4 separate regions of the Mus musculus genome follow, and regions 1, 2 and 4 are each linked to region 3. Evidence: chromatin contacts called from public Micro-C and promoter capture Hi-C data. All regions are on one chromosome and are shown on one strand. Each heading gives the region's core, a stretch centred on a gene start, on an enhancer-like site or on the middle of the called end of the contact. The rest is flanking DNA. Distances are from core to core; before and after follow the strand shown. Region 1 holds the start of Ercc6l (excision repair cross-complementing rodent repair deficiency complementation group 6 like). Region 2 holds the start of Pin4 (protein (peptidyl-prolyl cis/trans isomerase) NIMA-interacting, 4 (parvulin)). Region 3 holds the start of Nhsl2 (NHS-like 2). Region 4 holds the start of Cited1 (Cbp/p300-interacting transactivator with Glu/Asp-rich carboxy-terminal domain 1).

The links. Promoter capture Hi-C pulls out the DNA fragments that hold promoters and counts their contacts. A called contact is a pair of places that touch in the nucleus more often than the background predicts. Capture Hi-C pulls out chosen DNA fragments and counts their contacts.
Region 1: a contact with region 3 is called in a promoter capture Hi-C map of adipose tissue, with 2.6 times the contacts expected there. The contact joins the promoter of Ercc6l here to the promoter of Nhsl2 in region 3. A contact is called at or near these places in 5 of 39 promoter capture datasets (the 3T3-L1 cell line, embryonic stem cells, hippocampal neurons and 2 more), 1 of 115 datasets of contacts at active chromatin or transcription factors (embryonic stem cells) and 1 of 9 other capture datasets (adipose tissue).
Region 2: a contact with region 3 is called in a promoter capture Hi-C map of 3T3-L1-derived adipocytes, with 2.4 times the contacts expected there. The contact joins the promoter of Pin4 here to the promoter of Nhsl2 in region 3. A contact is called at or near these places in 10 of 39 promoter capture datasets (the 3T3-L1 cell line, 3T3-L1-derived adipocytes, cranial neural crest and 5 more), 2 of 115 datasets of contacts at active chromatin or transcription factors (embryonic stem cells and extraembryonic endoderm stem cells) and 1 of 9 other capture datasets (adipose tissue).
Region 4: a contact with region 3 is called in a Micro-C map of embryonic stem cells, with 8 times the contacts expected there. The contact joins the promoter of Cited1 here to the promoter of Nhsl2 in region 3. A contact is called at or near these places in 2 of 39 promoter capture datasets (embryonic stem cells and neural stem cells), 3 of 484 Hi-C or Micro-C datasets (all in embryonic stem cells) and 2 of 115 datasets of contacts at active chromatin or transcription factors (both in embryonic stem cells).

What each region holds. Positions count from the first base shown.
Region 1 is chrX:102,155,795-102,158,494 of GRCm38.p6, reverse strand. It overlaps Ercc6l (excision repair cross-complementing rodent repair deficiency complementation group 6 like), which reads left to right and starts at 1,404. Exons shown (of 2, transcript NM_146235.3): 1 at 1,404-1,587. The coding sequence starts at 1,520.
Region 2 is chrX:102,118,145-102,120,860 of GRCm38.p6, reverse strand. It overlaps Pin4 (protein (peptidyl-prolyl cis/trans isomerase) NIMA-interacting, 4 (parvulin)), which reads right to left and starts at 1,392. Exons shown (of 4, transcript NM_027181.2): 1 at 1,297-1,392. The coding sequence starts at 1,339.
Region 3 is chrX:101,847,958-101,850,702 of GRCm38.p6, reverse strand. Nhsl2 (NHS-like 2) reads right to left here and starts at 1,318. Exons shown (of 8, transcript NM_001163610.1): 1 at 856-1,318. The coding sequence starts at 1,135.
Region 4 is chrX:102,250,911-102,253,610 of GRCm38.p6, reverse strand. Cited1 (Cbp/p300-interacting transactivator with Glu/Asp-rich carboxy-terminal domain 1) reads left to right here and starts at 1,430. Exons shown (of 3, transcript NM_001276466.1): 1 at 1,430-1,577. It overlaps Gm14858 (predicted gene 14858), which reads right to left and starts at 960. Exons shown (of 3, transcript NR_040285.1): 1 at 587-960; 2 at 1-131.

The DNA of each region.
Region 1 (2,700 bases), core at 155-2,654, 310 kb before region 3:
AATGACTGCATCTTAACTAGAACTTCTGAAGGGGATAACCACATTATAATTGCACTTATTTGTTTATCTTCACAAAATGAAAGAAGCCATAGAGTCACAGAGCTAAGCAAATGCTCTACTACTGAGATATAGCCCCAGCACTCACAGGGTCTCACTAAGTGGCTTGGGTTGGCCTGAATGGATTTTGAATCTGTAATCCTTCTGCGTCAACCTCAAAGGTGCTGGAACCCTAGGCTTTGGTATCTCCACGAACAAAATAAGCCAATTCAGGCCAAATTAAAGTATAAAGGCAGGTTTATTGGGGGCAGCCTCCAGGCAGGTTCATTCACCATACAGGAGGGGGGTGTCAGTGAAGTCACCATGGAAAGATAGGCAGAGAAGGGGGAGAGAGAAAGCAGGCATGCAGAGAGAAAAGAGAGGGAAAACCAAAAAGGTCTGTATTACATAATGAAGAGCTGCTGGGTGGCCCAGCCTCTGGGTTGGAAAGTTCAGTGTAGAGGGTGGGGTTTGCCAGTCATGCCCTGTAACAAGGATGAAGGATGGTGGGAGAACCTGAAGGCCAGGTCCACTTTGGTATGTTATATATGCACCTCAGCTACTTGTCCCGGATCTGAAACCCAACAGGCTTGTGCCACCAAATCTAGCTATTATTATTTTTTTACATTTAATTTTTTCATCATTTCATATATGAGTAATCTGTAAGCCATTCATTCCCATTCAACTCTTATCATGTCCCCTTCCCAACCTCTCAAATACATAAATAACCTCTACTCTATTTGGTATTGCGTAAATAAGGGCGTGTGTGTTTGTGTGTGTACTTCTGAGACAGGGTCTTGTTTATATGCAAGCTCAGTCTGGACTAGATCTTGAGATCCTCCTGCCTCTGCCTCCTAAGCACTGTTATCAGAGGTGTGCACCACCACGAGCGGCTTAGGCTTTGTCTTTGAAAATCCTTCTTCAGTGTCAGCTTTAAGTTGCAGGATTGCACTTCTAGGTGTGTGAATTCCAAGTATGTTCAGTGCCAGGCACTGGCGGGGAGGAAAAGGGGGCAATGGAGACCTCTATGGGCCAGTACAATAAGACAGCCTCCACTCACAAGGACAAGAGAAACAAGCGCGCATTTTACTCACGCTCTTAACTCCTTCCCTTCGCTCTCATTACTCAACATTCACACTCACCGCCACGCAGTTAGGACGGAACTGAAACCACCACCGGTCACGTGAATCAGCAGCCCCCCCCCCCTCCAAAAAAAAAAAAAAAAAAACCCAAAACGTAAGGCCACTCTAGCTAACGTAGCTAGCTAGCGCCAGTGCTCGAGGGCGCAGGCGCAAGACCTTCCTGGGCGGGGCTCAGGAAACCGCGCTCGAGCGCCAGATCCCGGATTGGCCCGCCGCGAGGCGGGCAGTTGGCTCTACCAGTCTAGTGCGTGAGCCCAGCCTGGGTAAGGCGGGAGCGAGCGAAATTCAAGCGCGGTTTTAACTGGGAGTCTCCTTTCCTGGGCTCTCCGGATTCCCTGGCCATGGAGGCTTCCCAAGGCTTAGCGGAAGTGGAGACTTTGAGCCCACAACTGGCCGAGAGTTACCTGAGGTATGTTTGGGTCTCCGGACGGGTCGAACTTGCAGTCCCTGGCCTGGGGTTGAGGTGGAGTGGCTCCCACCTCCCCCTAGGATCTGCTGTGGCTTTGACCAGATTTCTATTTCGGGGAGCTCGCCCTGCCAAGTCACTCGTAAGTCAAATAACTCTTGAGTATGAACTCTTTAAGAGCCTGAATTTTAATTAACTGATGAAATCTTTGAGTCTTTCTAACTCGCCAACCGCCAGACCTGGGAGAAAAGAGGAAAAATAGTCCCTAAGTTGTTAGCAATTGGGTAGTGAAAATGGGATCTGAAACAGAAATACTTTATGGTGTTTGATGGATGCTGTAAAATGTTTTATTTCCCGACCAGAGTGCTGCCATTAAAAGAAAGGGGGTCCAGTTACGAAGGGAAGACATATGCCCCCAAAGGAACCATTAAGCCCAGTGAATGAATACGCTTTCACCAGATGCCTAGGTTGGAATATTTAACTATTAAAAATTGTAGTGCAGGGCTGGAGAGATGACTCAGAGGTTAAGAGCACTGACTGCTCTTCCAGAAGACCCAGGTTCAATTCCCAGCACCCACATAGTAGCTCACAACCATTATGTAACTCCAGTCCTACAGGATCCTATGTTCTGGTACCTATGTGATGTACATGCGCCCCCCCACCCCCGCCCCGCGCGCGCATATGCAAAACACCCGTCTATGCCTATATAATTTTTAAAAGACTACATAAAATATTAGCAAAGGATTTGTAGACATTTCTCTTAAAAAACACATAATGGCAAACAGGCACATGAAAAGGTTGCTCAAAACCACCCCTAAGTAGAGGAAAAAAGATCACAACTATAATGGGGTGTGTGCCATCCCCTCCTGAGACTGAAGATACAGAGGGTTGTGAGCCACCATGTGGGTGCTGGGAACTGAACCAGAGTCCTCTGAAAGAGCAAGCACCTAGTCCTCTTAACTACAGAGTCCTCTCTACAGTATGTAGATTTATGTTGTTAACTTGTAGGGTTTTTTTTCCTTGGAGACAAGGTTTCTCTGTGTGGATCAGGCTGGCCTTGAACTCACAGAGACCCACATACCACTAACTTTTGCTCAGTGCTTGGATTAAAGGCTA
Region 2 (2,716 bases), core at 143-2,642, 270 kb before region 3:
CAGGAGCTGAGCAGCTAAAGGACAGTGTACCCCTGGTGACCTCACACTCAGGTCCTCCTCAGCCTCCCACTGCTGTGGCATGTCTCTGCAGTGCCTCACCCATTTCTCAGACCTTTCTTTACAACATCTTGGTTCCTTGGACCTCTGGGGTATCACTCTACTACACTCCATTTATTTGTCTCTTCTCTGGGTTCCTACAACCACAATCTTAGTTCAGGCCAACTCTCTCTCTTACCAGAACTACTGAAATCATCTCTCTCTCTCTCTCTCTCTCTCTCCCTCACTACTCTCCCCTCTCTGTTTGTTTGTTTGTTTTTAAGACAGGGTTTCTCTGTGTAGCCCTGGCTGTCCTGGAACTCACTCTGTAGACCAGGCTGGCCTCGAACTCAGAAATCCACCTGCCTCTGCCTCCCCAAGTGCTAGGATTAAAGGTGTGCGCTACCGCTGCCCGGCTTGAAATCATCTCTTTAAAGGACCTCCTGGCCCCTAACCAACCTTAATTAACACCATATACAGCACACCTCATGATTTAGTTTTCTTCTGTTTTAATTTCCCCAACTTGCTTATTTGTTTTGAAGTTTTACTTCAGCGATGCTATACTAAACTGCCTTTGGGGCTGGCCTCTCCGGGTTGAGGACTCTTTACCCTATTGCTGCTGCTTATCTCAGCCTGCCCAAAGTATCTCCAGTTTGTTTCTTTACCCTCTTTCCACCTTCTATAACATAACTCTCACAACTACATTCGGCACAGTACTTAGAGGCTACTATCTTCCCCACATTGTCCAGCGATGAATAAGAGTTGTCTTAGTTTTCTAGCCTGAAAGCACAATGTTGTCCCCAACAACGGTCTTCAAGAAGCGAGTCCCTCCTCATGTGTGTGTGTAGGGGAGGGGAGGGGGGGGGAGGTACGTCCTGTTAGTTGTTAAGAGGCCTAGATGGACTAGATTGATCACTAGTGTAGGCTTCCTTTTATTGCTGGCGTTTCATCAGATTCAATTTTAGTGGGAATAAACCCCAGGTCACGAGGAACCATCCCCAGCAGCTTCTATTGCCCGCCACGAGGGTCCCTGCACTGAAACCTCATGGATACCCTGAACCACAGCAGCTCCTCACGCACTGATCTTTCCTTACCACAAGAAGCCCAAACATAAACCACAGCGGCTCAGGGTGCTCCCGGTGGCCCTGCTGTCCGGCTTATGATCACCTCCCTCCCCCACCCCACACAGCTGCAGGTCTACTCCTGTCCTTCTCCCCATCCACCCCTACGCTCGCTCCATGACTGTCTCGGCAGGTCTACCTTTCCCTCCTTTTCCAGAACCACTTTTCCCCTTCGGCGGCATCTCTTAAGCTGGCGGATGAACTCTCCGGCAACTGTTCCGGTGCTAGCAAAAGGACCCCTCAGGCCCCACAGGTATGTCCTCCGCAATGCCTGAAAGCAGCGTCACAATCAACTATTTCTGCTGCGGTTCCAGAATCAGGCATAGCTTGGAACAGACCCAGTCCTTTGGTTCTTTGACCTATAGGAGCTAGAGATGTTAGACCAATGAGAAGCCGAAGCCTTACGGGGAGGCGGGAACAAAGGTTGCCCAGAGACGAGAAAGCGCAGCCTCTATTCTGTTCTTCAAAGCTTTTACTTGCCCTCATTTGCACTTGTTCTTTGCTCTCTCTCGCCCCGCCCACTTTTTTGTGCATGCGCAGTGCGAGCCTCAGGCCACTGCAGTTCTTTGGCGTGGGCTTTTGCTTTGGGGATTCTAGACAAAGGGACAGCAGAGGGAGTTTAGATAATGGCCTTCTTCCGTCCTCTCTCCGACTGACACAGACCTGCACTCCCTAATGGCTTTTCTTACTTACTTGTTTGTTTATATTTTTGCAGCAGTAGTTGATGGGGTACAAAAGATGGAATTTTTTTTTTAAAGCCTATCATCCCATTGCCTGTGACAGGCAGAAGTCTGTCATGGAGAAACATTGGAAGCAGCCTAAATTAATTTTAAAATAACGATTATAAGCTGTGTGTACAGAAATAGCCTTAAGGAAGATTATAGACCAAGATGTAGAATGTGATTTTTTAAAGTTATATATCCTGGAGAACATAATCTATGCACCTAAAAGACAAACAAGGCATTAATGCTGTTCAGCAGGATAGCATGTGACCACTCGTGTCAATCTATATAGTATTCATGTCTCTGTATTTTTCCAGAGTTCTTTTCTTTTTTCCTTCCTTCCTTTCTCTTTCCTTCCTTCTTTGCTTCCTTTCTTTTTTCTTTTGATACAGGGTTTCTCTGTATGTAGCCCTGGCTGTCCTGGAACTCACAGAGATTTGCCTGCCTCTATCTTCTAACTGCTGGGGCTTAAGATATGTGCCACCACCTTCCAGCTCAAAGTTTGTATGACAGCACAGCATAAGGCAATTTAAAGCTTGGATTCTGGAGGCACATGACCTGCTTTAAAACCCCTTCTACTAGTCCTGTGACCTTGAAGACGCTCTTGGGCTCAGTTTCCATCTTCTGCGAGATGGTGTTGTTAAAGTATCTGCTTATGGAGTATCATGAGAAATAATTTCATAGTCGATGACTAACTGGGGGCGTTTACTTAAGATGAATAGCTTTTGAATTTGCATCCCAATGTGCTCTTGATCTCTCTTTCTCACTCAGTCTCTCTTTTTGAGACCAGGTCTTGCTTAGTAGCCTAGACTGTTCTGGAACTTACTATGTCCTCCT
Region 3 (2,745 bases), core at 69-2,568:
ATTCCTCCTCTACTCTCAGCATTTTTAAACATACTCAGCCCCGACCCCGTTTAAGAGAAGTCCCACATTCTAAGGGAACGCTGCGTTTTTTGCAGAAGAGGTCCTCCCTATCCAAAGTGTTGAGATCCAAAGTAGTAAAGAGCCTGAGCTCCCGCCCGCCTCCAGTCTCACAGGTTCCTAGTGTTCAGTAAGGAAACTCCCGGGACCTGGCGTTTCTCGGGCATGGCTGGCGAGCACATTTTTAAGAAAACCGATGACAGTCTCTTTAAATGGTTCTCTCCCGCAAATCTGGGCAGCCGGACCTTAGCGGCTGGGGCGGGGGTTTGGGGTATGGAATCCGCTAAGCCCTGGGCAGTCTCCCCTCCCCCTGCCGGCCACTCCCAGCGAGGCAACGCGGAGTGTGCGGGGAGAAGCGAGCGGGAAGGGAGCTCGGAGACGGCTGGGCGCGGGAAGCCCGTTCGCAGTCCGGCACGAGGTCCCACGGGTCTGGCTGCAGCGGCCCCCGCCGCCCGGGAGGCAGGCGGGCAGCTCGGGCGCGATTTCCAAAGTGGCCCATCAGGAGAGACGCAGGCACGGCCATTCGGTTCCCGGAGCCACCGGGACTCTTTGGTCTGCGCCGCCCAGGACCCTACGGATCCCCTCCCTCTCCACCAAGCACTCCAGAGGTGGCGGCAGCCCCCAGACCTAAGCAGAGGGCCACTCGGGACCGGGCGAGCGGATCCCGGAAGGATCGGACGGCGGGAGGGCGTCCTGGAGGCCGTGTCCCTCGATCTTTGAGGGGCGGCCACGGGCAGACCCAGCGGGACATCCCCAGAGGCGGGTGGGAGAGGGTCGCGGGCGCCTCGCGCCTTTTACCTAGCAATTCTTCATCATCCTCCGGGCCAAGCAGGCGACAGGGAAGGCGGCGGCGGAGCCGGACGGTGCGCCGGTACAGGCTGTCGGTGCGGCGCCCCAGAGCCAGCAGGTGCCCCTCGAGGTCCTCCAGCAGAGCCAGCGAGTGGCCGCAGAGGTCTGCGAGCTGGCGGAGCAGACTGAGCGCGGCCAGGTGGCTCACGTCGCGGAGCTCAGCCAGCGGCTGCGGAGGGTTGCGCGGGCACAGACGCTGGGGCACCACAGTGCGCCGGTAGAACGGCATCCCGGGCGCGGGCGCGGGGACCGACCCGGTCCGCTAGCCTTGTGGCACTCGGGAATCCTGAGAGGCAGCGGCGGTCCTGGTGGAGCAGGGCCCGGGACGCGGGCGCGGGCGAGCGAGAGGCACGGGCGGCTGTGCGGGCAGGCGGCTTCACAGCCTGCAGCGCCGGCTCCCCGCGGGCTGCACACTCGCAGGAGCCACCAGTCCCTCTGACTCTGCTCCACTGGGCTCCTCCTCCCTGGCTTTCTCCTCCTCCCTCGCTCAGCTCACTCAGCTACTTCGGGATTCCTCCTCACCCCACCCCCACCATCCCCTTTCTTCTTCTTCTTTCTTTCTTTCTTTCTTTCTTTCTTTCTTTCTTTCTTTTGCGGTCAAAAATTCGCAGATTAACGCTTGATCCGGGAGAGAAGAAAAGGAAAAAAAAAAAAAAAGGAAAGAAGAGTAGAAAGAAGCTGAGAGTTAACCGAGGGAAGTCTGTGTGAATGTGTGTTTGTGATGGTCGGTGCGCAAAATGTGCCCGGGTCCTCCTGAGGAGCTTCAGGCCCAGTACCTTAACCCGGGTTAAGGTTGTTTTCTGCTTTGTTTTTTAAACTTAACTTTCTTTGTAAATACTGAACAATGCAGACACACCGGCGTACATACGAGCGAGTCACAGCAGAGACACGAAGTCTGGCTTCATGCATCTAGTTTTCCTTCTAAAATATACTCCTTGCCACGCACCAGTCTCCATTGAGCAAGCTAGCGGCCAGAACCTTAGAATCAGAGGAGAGAGAACCAAGTATCTTATTTGACTGTCCAGGAGGGAAGTGACCCTAGCACTGTGGAACTGTAAAGGCAAGAGCGAATAAATACAAACCCATTTTGTGGAGTAACTTATTTCGTTGGGATTGAGGGATCCAGTTTGCATTTTGTGCCAAAAGGGAACACCGATCTGTTTCCTTTGGGGGGCACAATGAGCTCCTGTAGTATCCCAGAAGAGGGGTTTCAGGAGCTGAGATGTGCTTTCAGTGCAGACAGCCCCGATTTCTCTCAACTGTAGAAGGTAAAATGTGCTCAGACAAGTAGAGTACCTTTAGTGTATTCTATGTCTGCATGCACTTGGGACATTTCCACCCAAAGCTGCTCACACTGAACTTTCAATGGTTTCTCCACTGCTCTGCTTTCATTTGGGCTGTGCTCCTTTTCATCCTACATATGCTCTGTTGAGTATAAGCCCACAGAATCTATTAGCAAAATATTTTTAAACAAAACACTTGTGCCCACACTAACACAATGTGGACTGTTTCCATTCTTTGCTTCAGAAAAGTTAATTGTTCCTTAGACAGTTCAAGAAAGCTCTATGCAGGCTGGAGAGATGGTACAATCATTAACAGCAACGCTGGCTGCTCTTCCAGAGGACTTGGGTTCAATTTCCAGCACCCACCTGGCAGCTCACAGCTCTCGGTAACTCCAGTTCCAGGGGATCCAACACCCTCTTCTCAGCTCTGAGGGCACCAGACCTACATGCAGGCAAATGCTTATACACTTAAAATAATAAAGTAAATTTAAAGAGAATCTCTGGTTTTAAATGTTTTGCTACACAAAATTAGTATGTGACATGATGGCTATATTCA
Region 4 (2,700 bases), core at 181-2,680, 400 kb before region 3:
AGCTTCCTCCAAATGCCAAAGAAGGGCCTAATTCTGTGCCTCCATTTGTGCCCCCTCTTTGTCAGCAAGCCGGTCATTTCATCAACAAACACGACTCTGTTAGAAGAGCAAATTAAGGACACTTTGCGATCCTAAAAAAAAAAAAAAATCAGAAAGAAAAAAGATCTTCAGGTCATCAAAGCCAACTAAAAAGACACAAGACACAGACAGTGAAATGACTCTGTAACAGTCCTCCCCCCACTCACACCCCCTTTTCCTTAACATCGTACTTTTTCAAACGACAATGTTTTCCAAACAGTATAAACTGAATTGTTGAATGGAAGGAGTGTGTGTGTGGACGGTGGGGGGGGGGGTGTAGGGTGGGAATGGGGGAGGCTTGATTAGAGGACAGTAATCCTGGTGGCCTTCCTGCAAGGGGTGAATGAGGTGAGAGTTTCTACCCACAGGGAACATGCCTTGAAATGAGAAGCCCCAGATATCTTTCAGTGAGGATTGTAAGACACCTTACCAACACAAGAGACGTGCTCTACGTGCAAGATGTTATTCTTGCTAGATGTGAATAATTATATAATCATAATAAAATAACCTGGCATCGTGGCAAGAGGAATCTCTGCGAACTCAGTGGCAATCTTTTCGAACCCGCTGCCTGTTCTTGGCTTTTCCGTGAGCCATGTGAGTTGCATGCATGCACCTAGCCCCACGGTCCGGTAGAACAGCATTTCCCAGCGTCGTCGCATCCTGCCAGCCTCCTTCTGCCCTGGATGACCACAGGACAGAAAGCCTTGAAACCAACCTTGGGCCTTGAGGGAAGCCACCGCTGCCATATGATCTCTCTAAGTGCCCCTGCACAAAATGTAGGGAGTTTAGGGGGTAAGGGACACGCCAACCTCGGCCATTCCACGATGAGAAGACATAGCTCAAAAAGAGCAAACCGGCTCGGAGGAAGCCCTGCAGAAAACTAAGACCCGTGCCTTGCCTACACCGTCCCGTGTGCAAGTCCCTCTTCTGGACCTTTCCCTAAGCCAACAGCTCTTCTCTCTATCCATTGAAGCCCGTCCTGGCGACCCACTTGATTTAGGTCAGAAAACAGACACTAACAGCTCTCCCTCGCCTCGGTAAAATTACTAAGTGGAATTTATTGGGCAAGTCCATGCAGGGTGGTGGGGAGAGCCCACGTCCCAGGTTCGGGCTGTCACTAGTTTTAGAAAAACAAGTATAGGCCAGAGCACTGGGCGAGAAGTGACCATAATCAGAGACCATCAGCCCCACCCCAGTAGCTGCGTCGTGCCCCCAGGGCTGAGGGACAGGAGGGGACGCACGCACTCTGTTCCCTAGCCCGCCCTTTGCTTTCACAAGATCCACGGTGACTGCACCAGCTCGAGCGCCTTTAAAGGGCCACACACGCCAGCCCGCCGCTATAAAATGTTCCCGGCGGCACAGCTGCAGAAGTGCGCTGCCGAGCTGCGGTGAGGAAGCTAGCTCCGCCCGGCTGCTCCTCCCACAACCTATCGGCGCGGGGCTGCTCCTGGCAGAGAGGACCAGACGCGAGGAAGGCACAGCACCCACTCGGGCCCTCCGTAAGTATCCAGTTCAGATTTTGCCACCAACTCGCCCACGAGCCAGGACATGTGCTAATAATGCTCTAAGCTGGTTATAAAGACGTGAAAATTGGGGGGAGAGGGAAAAAAGGGGGGAAAGGGGTCTGTCCTTCCTGGGATTCCTAGCCGAGGCCAGCCTGCTGCTGTGTGCTTGTGCGCCAGGGCTCTACGGGAGGCAGTGGGGGCTTAAGAGCCCGGTCCCCGCGCCGAGAACCAAGCGTGGTGGCTGTGATCGCCACCGCCCCGGAGTCCGGGCGCCGGAGCTGCGGGCCGGCAAGAGCGCGGGTCGGGGCAGCTCGGCGCTGCCCGGTGCGGTGCGGCGGCGCGGCGCGGCGCGGCGGTGCAGGCTTTTCCCAGGCGCCCTGGGGTCGCGTGGCCGCCCGTGCGGCTGGGGACTCTGAAGCGAGTGGCTAGCGGCGGCGGCGGCAGTGTGCGTGCCAAGGGGGCTCGGGGCTAGGTCGCTTCGTCCGTACCTCAGCTCCTGTGAGCTTTCCTCTCCCGGGCAAGCAGCTTCGCGGAGGTAAGCCGGGCCGCCCGGCAGGACGCTGGGCTGGGCAGCAGGGGCCGAGGGCACCGGAGGCGGCCAAGCTGGCCGCGGGGCTGGGGGACTTGTTTGCTGCCGGAGCTGCCGGGCAGAGGGGCGGCAGCCCGGGCCGGCCCGCGGGACGCGGAGCCCACTTGTCCGGAGAAACCCGCAGCACATCCACTCCGGCGCCCGCGCTTTCTCCGGCTCTGCTTCCCCGACTTTGCCAATACCCAGGACTGCATCAGGCCGCTCGGGGGCCGCACAAAGCTCTTGTTTCCTGGGGGGCTGGAAGCGAGAAGGGCTTCTGGCTGAACTCAGCCAAGCTGCGTGCTGCAAGTTGGAACATTCTGGCAACTTGCTTTCCCCACGCAGCACGACCCCCGTGCACACGCCCCTCTCGGGGGAAGCGGCCGCGCGGCGCCCAGCCTCTGCCTCACGGGGAGCCTGATCAGGGGCGGGACAGCTAGTCTGAACCATGCCACTTTTAACGTTGTGACCTTGGGTTAAGTTATCGCACCCACCTCGGCACCTCGAATCTTTGCTAGCCAGCTGCGAGCAGCGGCAGCAGCGGACGCT